Regions from separate parts of the Mus musculus genome. Here all the other regions are linked to region 1. Evidence: chromatin contacts called from public promoter capture Hi-C data. All regions are on one chromosome and are shown on one strand. Each heading gives the region's core, a stretch centred on a gene start, on an enhancer-like site or on the middle of the called end of the contact. The rest is flanking DNA. Distances are from core to core; before and after follow the strand shown.

Evidence for each region. Promoter capture Hi-C pulls out the DNA fragments that hold promoters and counts their contacts.
Region 2: a contact with region 1 is called in a promoter capture Hi-C map of hippocampal neurons, with 4 times the contacts expected there. The contact joins the promoter of Klhl12 here to the promoter of Chit1 in region 1. A contact is called at or near these places in 3 of 39 promoter capture datasets (the C10 cell line, erythroid cells and hippocampal neurons), 5 of 484 Hi-C or Micro-C datasets (cardiomyocytes, cerebellum, cerebral cortex and 2 more), 2 of 115 datasets of contacts at active chromatin or transcription factors (effector CD8 T cells and embryonic limb bud) and 2 of 9 other capture datasets (adipose tissue and pancreatic islet).
Region 3: a promoter capture Hi-C map of neutrophils shows a contact between it and region 1, with 3 times the contacts expected there. The contact joins the promoter of Kdm5b here to the promoter of Chit1 in region 1. A contact is called at or near these places in 1 of 39 promoter capture datasets (neutrophils) and 1 of 115 datasets of contacts at active chromatin or transcription factors (microglia).
Region 4: a promoter capture Hi-C map of hippocampal neurons shows a contact between it and region 1, with 5 times the contacts expected there. The contact joins the promoter of Adipor1 here to the promoter of Chit1 in region 1. A contact is called at or near these places in 11 of 39 promoter capture datasets (the 3T3-L1 cell line, 3T3-L1-derived adipocytes, the C10 cell line and 5 more), 2 of 484 Hi-C or Micro-C datasets (cerebral cortex and embryonic stem cells), 5 of 115 datasets of contacts at active chromatin or transcription factors (bone marrow-derived macrophages, embryonic forebrain, embryonic stem cells and 2 more) and 2 of 9 other capture datasets (adipose tissue and pancreatic islet).

What each region holds. Positions count from the first base shown.
Region 1 is chr1:134,109,841-134,112,540 of GRCm38.p6, forward strand. It overlaps Chit1 (chitinase 1 (chitotriosidase)), which reads left to right and starts at 1,402. Exons shown (of 12, transcript NM_001284525.1): 1 at 1,402-1,522. It also overlaps the pseudogene Gm8618.
Region 2 is chr1:134,454,131-134,456,830 of GRCm38.p6, forward strand. Klhl12 (kelch-like 12) reads left to right here and starts at 1,401. Exons shown (of 12, transcript NM_001311136.1): 1 at 1,401-1,535.
Region 3 is chr1:134,558,903-134,561,602 of GRCm38.p6, forward strand. Kdm5b (lysine (K)-specific demethylase 5B) reads left to right here and starts at 1,276. Exons shown (of 27, transcript NM_152895.2): 1 at 1,276-1,640. The coding sequence starts at 1,437. It also overlaps a transcript of Mgat4e not described here.
Region 4 is chr1:134,414,010-134,416,709 of GRCm38.p6, forward strand. Adipor1 (adiponectin receptor 1) reads left to right here and starts at 1,369. Exons shown (of 8, transcript NM_028320.4): 1 at 1,369-1,576.

The sequences.
Region 1 (2,700 bases), core at 152-2,651:
AAAAAAAAAAGTTTCTAGCTGATTCTGGGAGTCTGGTGGGGTTAAAAGTAAGAGTATGACGATGGGAATGGTCATGGTGGCTCAAGAGAAGTCATCGCACATCCCAGACTATCTGGGTTTGGAAGAAGAGGGGCTGGGGGTGAGTGAGGGTGGGTGGGTGGGTGGAGGTGGGTGTTGTGTATGTATGTTCCAGACTCCACTACGTACTGTACGTACTGTGCTTCTGAGGCTCCAGTTAACAGTCTTCTCATGGTAAGATACATACATCTTCCAGTATTCCCCACCACACACACACACACACACACACACACACACACACACACACACAAAACCCTGGAGGACTACATTTCCCAGACTTCCATCCACTTAGGTATGGTCATGTGACTGGGTTTGTCCAATTAGCAGCAAATGAATGTATCAGGGCAGTTTCTTCTTTTTAGTTTGTTTCTTTGAGATTCACCACCCCCCACACACACGGTTGGCCATATGACTATGAAGTCAAGGACAAGTCTAAAACTACCTAGCTGCTCTGTGTGTGTGTGTGTGTGTGTGTGTGTGTGTGTGTGTGTGTGTGTGTGTTGGGGATTTGAGTCTGAGGGTTCTTATGCCCACACTCCCCTACCATAGTATGTGGGTTTGAGTCCCTCTGTGTTCCTCTGTACCTTCATCAGCTATTGCATGAGAAACATTACAGCCATCTCTGCTTAAGGATGGAAATCATTGTGCCATTGGGTGCTTCTCCTATTGAGCAAACAATAGTGTGTGCCTACTCACGCCTAGATGATGTCAGTCAGCTGCCCTGCCTGTCAGCTACCCTGCCTGGCCTCTTGCTGTAGTCAAGAGATATGGTAACCGTGAGCTGGATGGGGTGGCATACTCAGGACGTAGCAACATATGGCTTGTAGCAAGCTTTAAAAAAAAAATAGCAGCAGTTAGGGGCTGGAGAGTTAGCTCAGTGGTTACGGGCAATGTTTGTTCTTCCAGAGGATCTGGGTTCAATTCCCAGCGCCCACATGTCAGCTCACAATTGTCTGTAACTCCAGTTCCAGAGGATCTGACATCTTCAGACAGGCAGGCAGACCAAAAAACCAATGCTCACAAAATAAAAATAAATAAATTGGAAAAAAAAAAAAAGCTGGGTGGTGGTGGTGACACAGGCTTTTCTTTAATCCCAGCACTCAGGAAGCAGAGGTAGGCAGATCTCTGTGAGTTCAGGTCTTCAGCTAGAGTTTGAGAATAACCAAGGTTACACAGAGAACCCTTGTCTCATAAAAACAAAGCCAAACTGTGGTAGTGTGGATTGGCCCAGGGAGTGGCATTACTAGAAGGTGTGACCTTGTAGGAAGAAGTGAGTCACTGTAGTGGTGGCCTTTAAGATCCCCCTAGAGGCCGGAGGATGTCAGTTTCTCCTGACTGCAGTTGGAACAAGTTGTAGAGCTCTCGGCTCCTTCTCCAGCACCAAGTCGGCCTAGACAGTGCCATGCTTCTCACCATGATGATGATGGATTAAACCGCTGAAACTGTAAGCCAACCCCAACTAAATGCTTGCTTTTATAAGAGTTGCCTTGTCTCTTCATAGCAGTGGAAACCCTAACTAAGACAGAAGTTGGTACCAGAGACTGGGGTATTGCTATGATAGGCCTGACCATGCTTTTGTTTGGAGGGTGATATGAATGGTGCAGACCTTGCTCAAGGGGTTTCAGAGGAGAGGAATTTTAGTATGTTGCTTGGAGAACATTCTTATGAAGTTATGCTGAAGAACGTGGCTGCTTTTTGCCCTTGTCTGAAGAGTCTGCTTGAAGCTAAGGCGAAGGCAAAGAAAGAGAATCAGATTAATTGCATTGACAGAAGAAGTCTCAGAAAAGCCCAGCATAGACTTTGTCCTCTGGTTCGCTCCCATGAAGAGTGTTTTGATCAAGTGTAGCAAGCTTAGAAAGGAAAAATACAAAATGGGCATCGGGAAGTGCGATGTAGGTAAATCCTGTGTTTGAGGAGATAAACAGATTAAGGGAGTGGTGATTTTCAGCAAGCTACGCTTATTGCTTGTGTGTTTGCAGTTGAACAACAGATAGTTAACCTTGTTGAGACTGCTATTGACTATGGGGACTTTTGAAGTTGGACTAAATATATTTTGCATTCTGTTAATCTGGGTATGGCCTCCATAGACTCATATGTTTGAACAAGTTTATGGGGCTAGGGGGTAGAATGTGGTGGTTTGGATATGCTTGGTGCAAGGAATGGCACTCTTAGGAGAGGTAGAGGAAGTGTGTCACTGTGGGGGGTGAACTTTGAGACTCTCCCCCAAGTGACCTGAGGATGCCTTTCTTGACTGCAGTTGGAACAAGATGTAGAACTCTCAGGCCCTTCTCCATCACTATGTCTGCCCACATGCTGCCATGCTTCCTACCATGATGATAATGGATTAAACCTCTAAAACTGTAAGCCAGCCCCAGTTAAATGTTTGCCTTTATAAGAGTTGCCTTGGTCATGGTGTCTCCTCACAGCAACGGAAACCCCAACTAAGACACAAACAAACAAACTAGTAGACCTGTGCCCTAAAATGACAATTAAAATAAATCATAACCGATGTGGCCAGAGCTTTCACTTGTCCACCTAATAGACAATGCCCAGACAGCTATCATCACAGAGTCTCAGGGGGCTGGTGGGTTTAGAATTGAGTGTCACATGCAGGAATCAAGG
Region 2 (2,700 bases), core at 151-2,650, 340 kb after region 1:
CTTAAAAGATGTACTCATATACATAAAATAAATAAAATCTTAAAAACAAAAACAAAGAAACTCTCAACCCTCTGACCTTCACCTGTCTTGGGCCTTTCACATGCCAGCCACATTTTCAGCTTTAGTTGTTATTGTTTTCTCCCCTTGAATTTGTTCTCTCCTGCTTTAGTCTCCCAAGTGTGGGTATGCACGTGTAATGTCTAGCTCTCACAGAAATTCTTAAAGAATTTGTGTGTTTTTCTGCTCATCAGGAAAGCATTTGCCTAGATGAAAGAAAAAGGGCAAAGATGTTACTAGGGGAAATGCATATATAAAAGCAGAAGTAGCCAGAGAAGACCAGGAGAACCAGTAGATATGTTTTGTAATTTTAAGATTTTATGTGCATAAATGGTTTGCCTACATGTATACATGAGCACCATGTATGTGCCTGGTGCCCAAGATCGTTAGCTTCTGTTCTAGCTACCTTAAGTTCATCTGCTGTAGTAGTTCTGGGTCCAGATTTGGTGGGGAAGCATTCCTGCCCTGAAGTCTGATGACTACACTACAAAACCTAGACAAAATAGATCTACATTGATCATTTTAACAACTATTTCCAGAGTGCCCTCAACATTTTCTATCAATTCTGCACTCTGTCCACCATATTTAAATGTCAGGAACAGTTTGGGATCAAGAAGCTATGACACGAAGAAAACACTATGTAAAACGAAGACGCTGCCCTCTTGACTACACTTTACTATCCCTAAGAACCAAACGCCGTGCAAAGGAAAACTGGATAATCCAATTAGTCATTCATCTATACTGGAACAAGAAACATCTTTCCCTTCTCAGCCAAAGGCAAAAAGTCAAAATCAACGAAAAGCAAACGTCCTAAGAACCGCAGCACTAATGAACGACCATGGTGAGTCAGAGGAGAGGAGATGGCTGTGGCGTCTTCTTTGAGAAGGGTCTTTGCAGTTTCCCCTACTGCGACCCATTTCTGGTGGCTCAGTCAATCCACAAGTTCCTTTTCCTTGGAGTGAAGGAAGCAATCGCCTCATGGTGACAGGCACATTTAGGACCCTGTGGTTATCCGGGATGGGAAAGTCCTCCCTATGGTGAAGCGGAGCCTGATTCTTCAGAAACCGACCTAGAGAACTCTGAAACCCCGTGGGTCTCCCGAGTGTGGCAGGAACGCAGCCTAGCGCCTGCCATACCGCGTGGGGACCGCCAGTCTTGGGTCCTTCTGGCCTCCAGCGCACTGTCACACGCGGCACTCCCCACCCACCCGTCTACCCACTCTCAGGTCTCTTTTTCTGAGCTCTCAGGTAAGCAGGACTTCTTGGCTCGGCCTCCTAAGGTGACGTAACCCAGGAGAGGCCCGCCCCTCCCGTGGCGTGACGTCATCATGCCGCGCGGTCGCCGTACTCCGAGACTGGAGTTTACCACGGAGACTGCTCCGCAGCGGCTGGTCCGGGCGGCAGCGGCGGCGCTCCGGCTGCTCAGCCGCCTGGGAGCCCGGCGCCTAGCACCTCGGCTCGGACGGCCCAGGAGCCCTGGTGAGTGAGCGCGGCCCTGACACACGGCCTTTCCCTCTGCCCTCAGCCGGGGGCGCGGCCTTCCCCCAACCCGGGTACCCCCCCCAGCCCGGGTCGGTAGGAGATGAGCTGGGGCGCTGCAGGCATAGCGCTGCCTTCTCGGCTTCTCCGGAGCAGCTGCCGCCTGCCCCGGGAGAAGGTTTAACCTGGGAGGAAAGAATTCAGCTGAGAAACAGTAAGGGGACGTTTATTTAGTAAAGCTACACACTCCAAAGATTGGAGTGGGCTTCCTCCGAAGGTAGGCAGTAGCGCATTGGGGTTTTAAAGAAGTTTCTTAAGAATATTAGTGAGGTGTAAGGTATATTCATGCATGAAGGTAAGATAATTCCCTTTCCCTCCCAAATTATAGTGGTCTTCACCTCCTCTTGTAAGGCATTTATCCCCAGCAATCTTGAAAAAAAAAAAAAAAAGCAAGGTATGGGGTGGGAGATTTGGAAACTCCAACACATTGTAATGAAGCCAGTGCCTTTTGAGAATGCAGACCCTTTAACGCGGTTTTGGCAATTTGTTAAGTATCGTTTGCCTTGGTGGAACATCCCAAATACAGTTTTACAGATTTTGACCATGGGAACCTTAGTGTAGTCCCTGCTTAACCGGGAGACACAGCTACCAAGATACTGTTGCAGCTTCCATGATTACCGCATATCTAACTCCTTGCCTACCTAGGTCTCCCTAATACTTGATGGTAAGCTTGGTGTTCTTAGGGGAGAACTCCTTTCTCTCTCTCTCTCTCTCTCTCTCTCTCTCTCTCTCTCTCTCTCTCTCTCTCTCTCTCTCATTGCCTTTTTTCTTCCTTCTAGAATGATTTAGAATGGAACCCCTCTATTTACATATTAGCTGTTCTAGAATGTGTAGTTTTTGAATGGTGAATATATGGTCAGGCTTTGTGCTAGGAGGAAAGTTGCAGCCCTGAGGTTACTGTCATTTATGAAACAAATCTTAAAGTTTAATCACAGGCTGGGCCTTGTGCTAGAACACTAGGAAATCTTCATAATCTTCAGCTCCTGAGAATTCAGCAAATCCCCAGTTTCTTGCATCTCATAGTTTGAAACTATGTTAGCTTAAGCAAACCTTTTAAAAACAAAAAGCATTTACTTTAGCAAGTTGTCTCAGTTTTTGGTTAAAT
Region 3 (2,700 bases), core at 26-2,525, 450 kb after region 1:
GTAGAGAGTTCCAGGCCAGCCTAGGTCACATTAGTCCTATTAAAATCTAAACCCAGAGGCTGAGTGATGGTCTATTCTGAAGGGAGGGCTGTGGAGCCACTGATCCTTCCTTATACAGTGGCAGGCAGTCTTTCCACGAGTTTGGTTGCTTTCTAGATTAAAGAAATCGCCGGGCGGTGGTGGCACACGCCTTTAATCCCAGCACTTGGGAGGCAGAGGCAGGTGGATCTCTGAGTTCGAGGCCAGCCTGGTCTACAAAGTGAGTTCCAGGACAGCCAAGACTATACAGAGAAACCCTGTCTCGAAAAAACAAAACAAAAAAAAAAAAAAAGAAATTATGTTTGTGTTCAAGTTCTACTTATGACCTGACTTTTTCTGGGGCCATCCCCCATCTTTGGATTTCATGGTTACTTAACCTCTCAGCTCTTCCATTGCTTCCTCTGAAACACTCTGATCTCTTTCTTTCCTTCAGACCTGTTGTACCTTTTAGCCTGTTGAAAATCTTTGTAGCAGAGACATCTCAGGCTCAGCCTGTTCAGGGGTGAATACATCTTCCCTAGAACATGCTCATGGATGCTTGTCCCAGGGATGCCATCTGTCAGACCCTTAGTACGCTATTCTTCTGGTCCCGTCCTAGTCTAACTTTTATTTCCTACAATTTCACTTTAACCTATAGCGCTGCTGAATTTATTTAGGCCCCATCATTCCTTGATTGGATTATTTCAAGATGCTTTTGCTCAAGTCCAACCTTGTATATGTGTAGATTTCTGTGCAACAACCCTACTTTCCAGTAAATAGACTGAACTGTTGGATTTGGTCAAATGCTTAATCCCCTCACAGACTAAACAATCCCGAAAAGCACTTGCACTTTACACAGTGTCTAGGATAAGCAAGTGCTCGAAGAGTTATTGCTCTCCTCATTACTCTATGTGTCTGTCCTTGCTGCTCCTTGTGTTCAAGGTGTTTTCTCTACCTGGAGAATCCTCCAATTTCAGTACTCTGCTTCTCGGGTTTTACTAAGCAAATCTTTCGTGCCAAAATATATGACGTGATTGATGGATTGTAACTCTGTTCTCCCTACTAGACTGTTAACTTCTTGAGAGGAAGAATTCTGAAACTTCAGAGGTTAACTGAAGCATTAAGGATAAACATCCCAGGCGGAAGGCCCCTGCCCCTCCCGGCTAGGGGGCGGGGCGAGACCTGGCTCGGGGTGGCAGCAGGGACTTTTTTCCTCGCCGTGGCGGCGGAGGAGCACTGCGTGGGGTAGCGGCAAGACGTCGTCGGAGGAAGGCTGAAAAAGCCCTAGGTGTTGCCGTTGCTAGTAGAAGTCGGACCTGTCGCCCGAGCTGTGCGTCTGCACGGGTTTCGGACGGAGCGGAGCTCGCTGCCGCGGTTGCGGAGCCTGCCCTGTGCTCGCCCCTGCCCAGGTCGCGGTGATGGAGCCGGCCACCACGCTGCCCCCAGGCCCGCGCCCGGCGCTGCCCCTCGGGGGCCCGGGCCCGCTGGGAGAGTTCCTGCCTCCCCCCGAGTGTCCGGTCTTCGAGCCGAGCTGGGAAGAGTTCGCGGACCCCTTCGCTTTCATCCACAAGATCCGGCCCATAGCCGAGCAGACTGGGATCTGTAAGGTGCGGCCGCCGCCGGTGAGTCAGCCAGCACCCCGGATCCTGCTCGCGGCTGGGGGAGGGAGCGAGGACGCGCGGCCCGGGAGGCCGGAGGCGCGGGGGCGGGGAGCGGTCGTCCCGCGGGCCCGGTCAAGTTTGGGGTGGCTCCGAGGGTCGGAGATGCGGCGGTGGGAGGAAGGCGCGGGGGCCCCCGTCCCGGGTGGGATGTGGGCCGTGAGGACCGCGGGCTCCGGCGGGGCGGCCGGAGGGGGCTAGGTCGGTGCGGCTCCGGGGGCTGGTGCGCTGCACCGCCCGGCAGCGGTGCGGGCTGGAGTGGTTGGCAGCCGCCGGGGTGGTCGCTGGGGAGTCCTCCCGAGCCCGGCTGAGACGCGGGCGCGGAGGCAGGGCTCTGGGCCCGCACGGCTCCGTGGCTGGTCCTCGCCTCCTTCTCGGGGTGCGGGGGTGTGTGATGGGTGGGGGTGGGGGACTTGCGAGTTGTCGTGTGAGGAGGAAAGTTTTCAATATGGCGGCGGGAGCCCCTGGTCCTTTGTGTGGTGGCGGCGTCGGCCCGAAGCTGCCCTCACCTGAGCGCCCCACCCTCCGGACCCGGGTCCCCCACCACCACCTGGTCCCTCGGCCTCTGGGAGTCCCCAGGGCGAGCTGGGCCAGGGGGCGGCCGGCGCTACTGGGGGAGGGGAGGAGCCGCTGGGCCGGTCTGGAGCGGCTGGTTGAGTGGTGGTGGGGGTGCAAGGGTCGGGGTGGGGGGACGACACTTTGAGGATGGTGGGGGCAGGCCAAGCGGCGGGGGCCCTGATGCTCGCAGGTCCTGGCGGACGCTCCCACACGGACTTGGGGCCGGACTGCTTTGCTCCCGGCGCGGGGGGGGGGGGGAGGCCTGGCTGGGGCTGAGGTGGAGAGGCTGTGCTTGTAGGGGAGATGTCAGACGAGCTCTTGGAGATTTCATCCTGGTCCCTAGCTTTCCCTACTCGGCCTTCCCGGCGGGGGCTCTAGCGCCTCGAGCTTGGGGGGCTCTGAGGGGTGGGGTGTCCCCAAGACGGCCCTAACGGCTGCAACGTCCGCGGAGAGCCCGGCCCACTCC
Region 4 (2,700 bases), core at 119-2,618, 300 kb after region 1:
ATAGGTTTCTAGTCAACTGTTTTTTTTAAAGATTTATTTATTTATTTTATGTATATGAGTATACCATTGCTCTCTTCAGACACACCAGAAGAGGGCATTAGATCCAATTAAGATGGTTATGAGCCACCATGTGGGTGGCTGGGAATTGAACTCTGGACCTCTGGAAGAACAGTGGGTGTTCTTAACTGCTGAGCCATCTCTCCAGCCCCAGGTAATATATTAACAATAGCTAGTTGTTATGAAACTCTATCCATTTGCCAGGCATCATGCAGACACTGCCTTAGTCCTGACAGACCTGAAAGTAGCACCTGAAATGTCCTTAGTCCTGACAGACCTGAAAGTAGCATCATTTCCCTTCGTTTTCAAGGTTAAGTAGTGATTTGGAAGGACTCAGTAATGTGTAAAGATCGGCTGGCTTGGGAAGGAAACTGGATCTACAAGAACCCAGAGTCTATGCTTTTAACCAGAACAAAGTTGACTTCACTCTCCTGGGGCATCCATCTAGCATTTGGTCACCTTTTCTTGCATTTAGAGCAGTAACAGCTGTGCATCGTTTTTTGGAGTATAAGAAAATGAACACTCCCAAAATACTATATTGTGTGGTTCAGTTCCGGCAGAGAAGCACACTATATTGTCTTCTAAGATGTGCCCTCTGGGTCACATGGGAACATGGACTGGCACAGAAAATTGTCAAGCTAGGCTTGTTTGAAATAACTTCTCCCTTTCTGATAAATAACAGGAACCAAAAGTTAAATCAGTTGAGTGAATAGATTCATGGTAGTCGTTCCATACATAGCATACCAGAAGAAGAGAGGGAGGGATTTGGAAAATGGATATAGAAATAGTTTCGGAGCTGTATGGTAGCCCACATTTGAAATCCTAGCATTTGAAAGGCTGAGATAGGATGGCCTCGAGTACAAGGCTCACCTGGGTTGCACAATTAAACCCTTTCTCAAACAAAAATAAAAGTGTGGGTTGGCGTTGTTTAATCCTGCCACTAGGGAGGCGAATCTACAGGGCGAATTCGGGACAGCCAGGGCTACACGGAGAATCCGTGTCTTGGAAAAAGGGGGGAAAAAGTGTTTCTGTACTAGAGATATAGTGGCTTGCCTAGAGGTACAATTCCCAGTACTAAGAGAAGGAAAAAAAAAGTGTTTCGGAGCTGAAAAGCGAGGCCGTGGGGTGGGAAACTAAGATTGCCTTCCCAGCTCCCTACTCCCAGCTCCCTACTCCCCTACACGCGCCCGTCGTAGGCCGGGAGAAGAGGCTTTTGCAGTCCGCCAGTGTAGGGCCAAGCTGGGACAGCCAGAGCCAGCGATTGGTCAGATCAGGGGCGGGGCGGGGCGAGCCTGAGCGCGCCCTGATGATTGGCACGCGCAGGAATGCCTGGATCGGAGCGGGTGAGGTAGCGCCGGGAAGGTGACGCGGCTGCGGAGGTGACGCCGTGCGGTCGCGCGGCCCTTCCGGCGCGGGCAGGGCGCTGAGGATCGGGCGCCCCTCGGCCGCAGGCCGCCTCCAGTGCCGCGGGATGTAGCGCCCGGGCCCGCGGCCCCCAGCAGAGGCAGCCAGCCAGGCCGTAAGTGTCCCGGGGGTGGGCGGGGCGCGGGCCCTGCAGGCTCTGGAGGGGACAGCACGGGAGTGGCCCGCCCCTGGATCGTCGCTCACCGCCCGGCCCTCCGAAAGGTCCTCCGTAAACATTTCCGGCCCCTCCCACCGCGCACCGCCTCCGTTCGGGGGGCTGCTCGCCGCCGTCGGGGCCCGGCAGTCCGCGAGTGCTGTCTCCGCAGCCGCGCGGTAGACGGCCGCGTTCCAGCCCTGCTGGCGACCCCCGGAGTTGAGCCTGCGAGTTGGGTGCGGGAACACCGGCCCTGGGTGGCCGGGAACCCTAAGGCCACCACCGCGATCCGCAGGTCAAACGTGACGGGGCTCCCTCCTGGATAGGGTCGGTCGGGAAGTTGATGGAGACTCGACAGGCCTAAGGTACTACTCAACTAGAATGTAAACAAGATGCCGAAGTGTTGGGAAGGGCCAGATTTCATCTCAGAAATCTAGGGTTGATGGATGCTGGTTTGTTTGAGAATTTGAGTCTCGCACTTGCTTTTAAGAAAATAAAGTGGCTCGCCGTCAGTTTCTGGCGGTTCGTAGTTGAAGAAGCTGGACAAATTTCAGTTTACATAGTTTCAGATGTCAGCGGAGCACTAAGAGACCATGGGATCTTCTATAATAATAATCTGATTATTTCCCTCGGGTCTTTAGCAGACAGACCAGAAAACCCAGCAGTTAAGTTGTGTGGTAAATCAAACGAAGATGGCAATAGGTGGTTCTTTGCAGAACCAAAGCCATGTTGGGATGTGCTCACTGCTTTTTTTTTTTTTCCTTTTGATAATGCAGGGCAGGCTGTGATGGTGCAGTCGCAGTTCCTGAGAGTTTATAGCATCAGTCCACTGCCAGGAACTCAGTCAGATAGGATGGCGCTAAGTGGATTGCAATGTCAGGGTTCCCGGCCTGCAGCCACTGCATTTCTTTATTACAGAAGTAGTTTTTGTGTCCATTTTTTGTGAAAGGTCTTTGAGAAGTCAGTCTTCAAAAGCTGGTGTTATTAGTGAAGTATTAGACATTGGTGTGGGCCTTCAAACACTGCACCTACTCCCGCAGGGTAATCTCCGCTGGGGTGTTCACAGTAGCCCAGAAACGACAAGA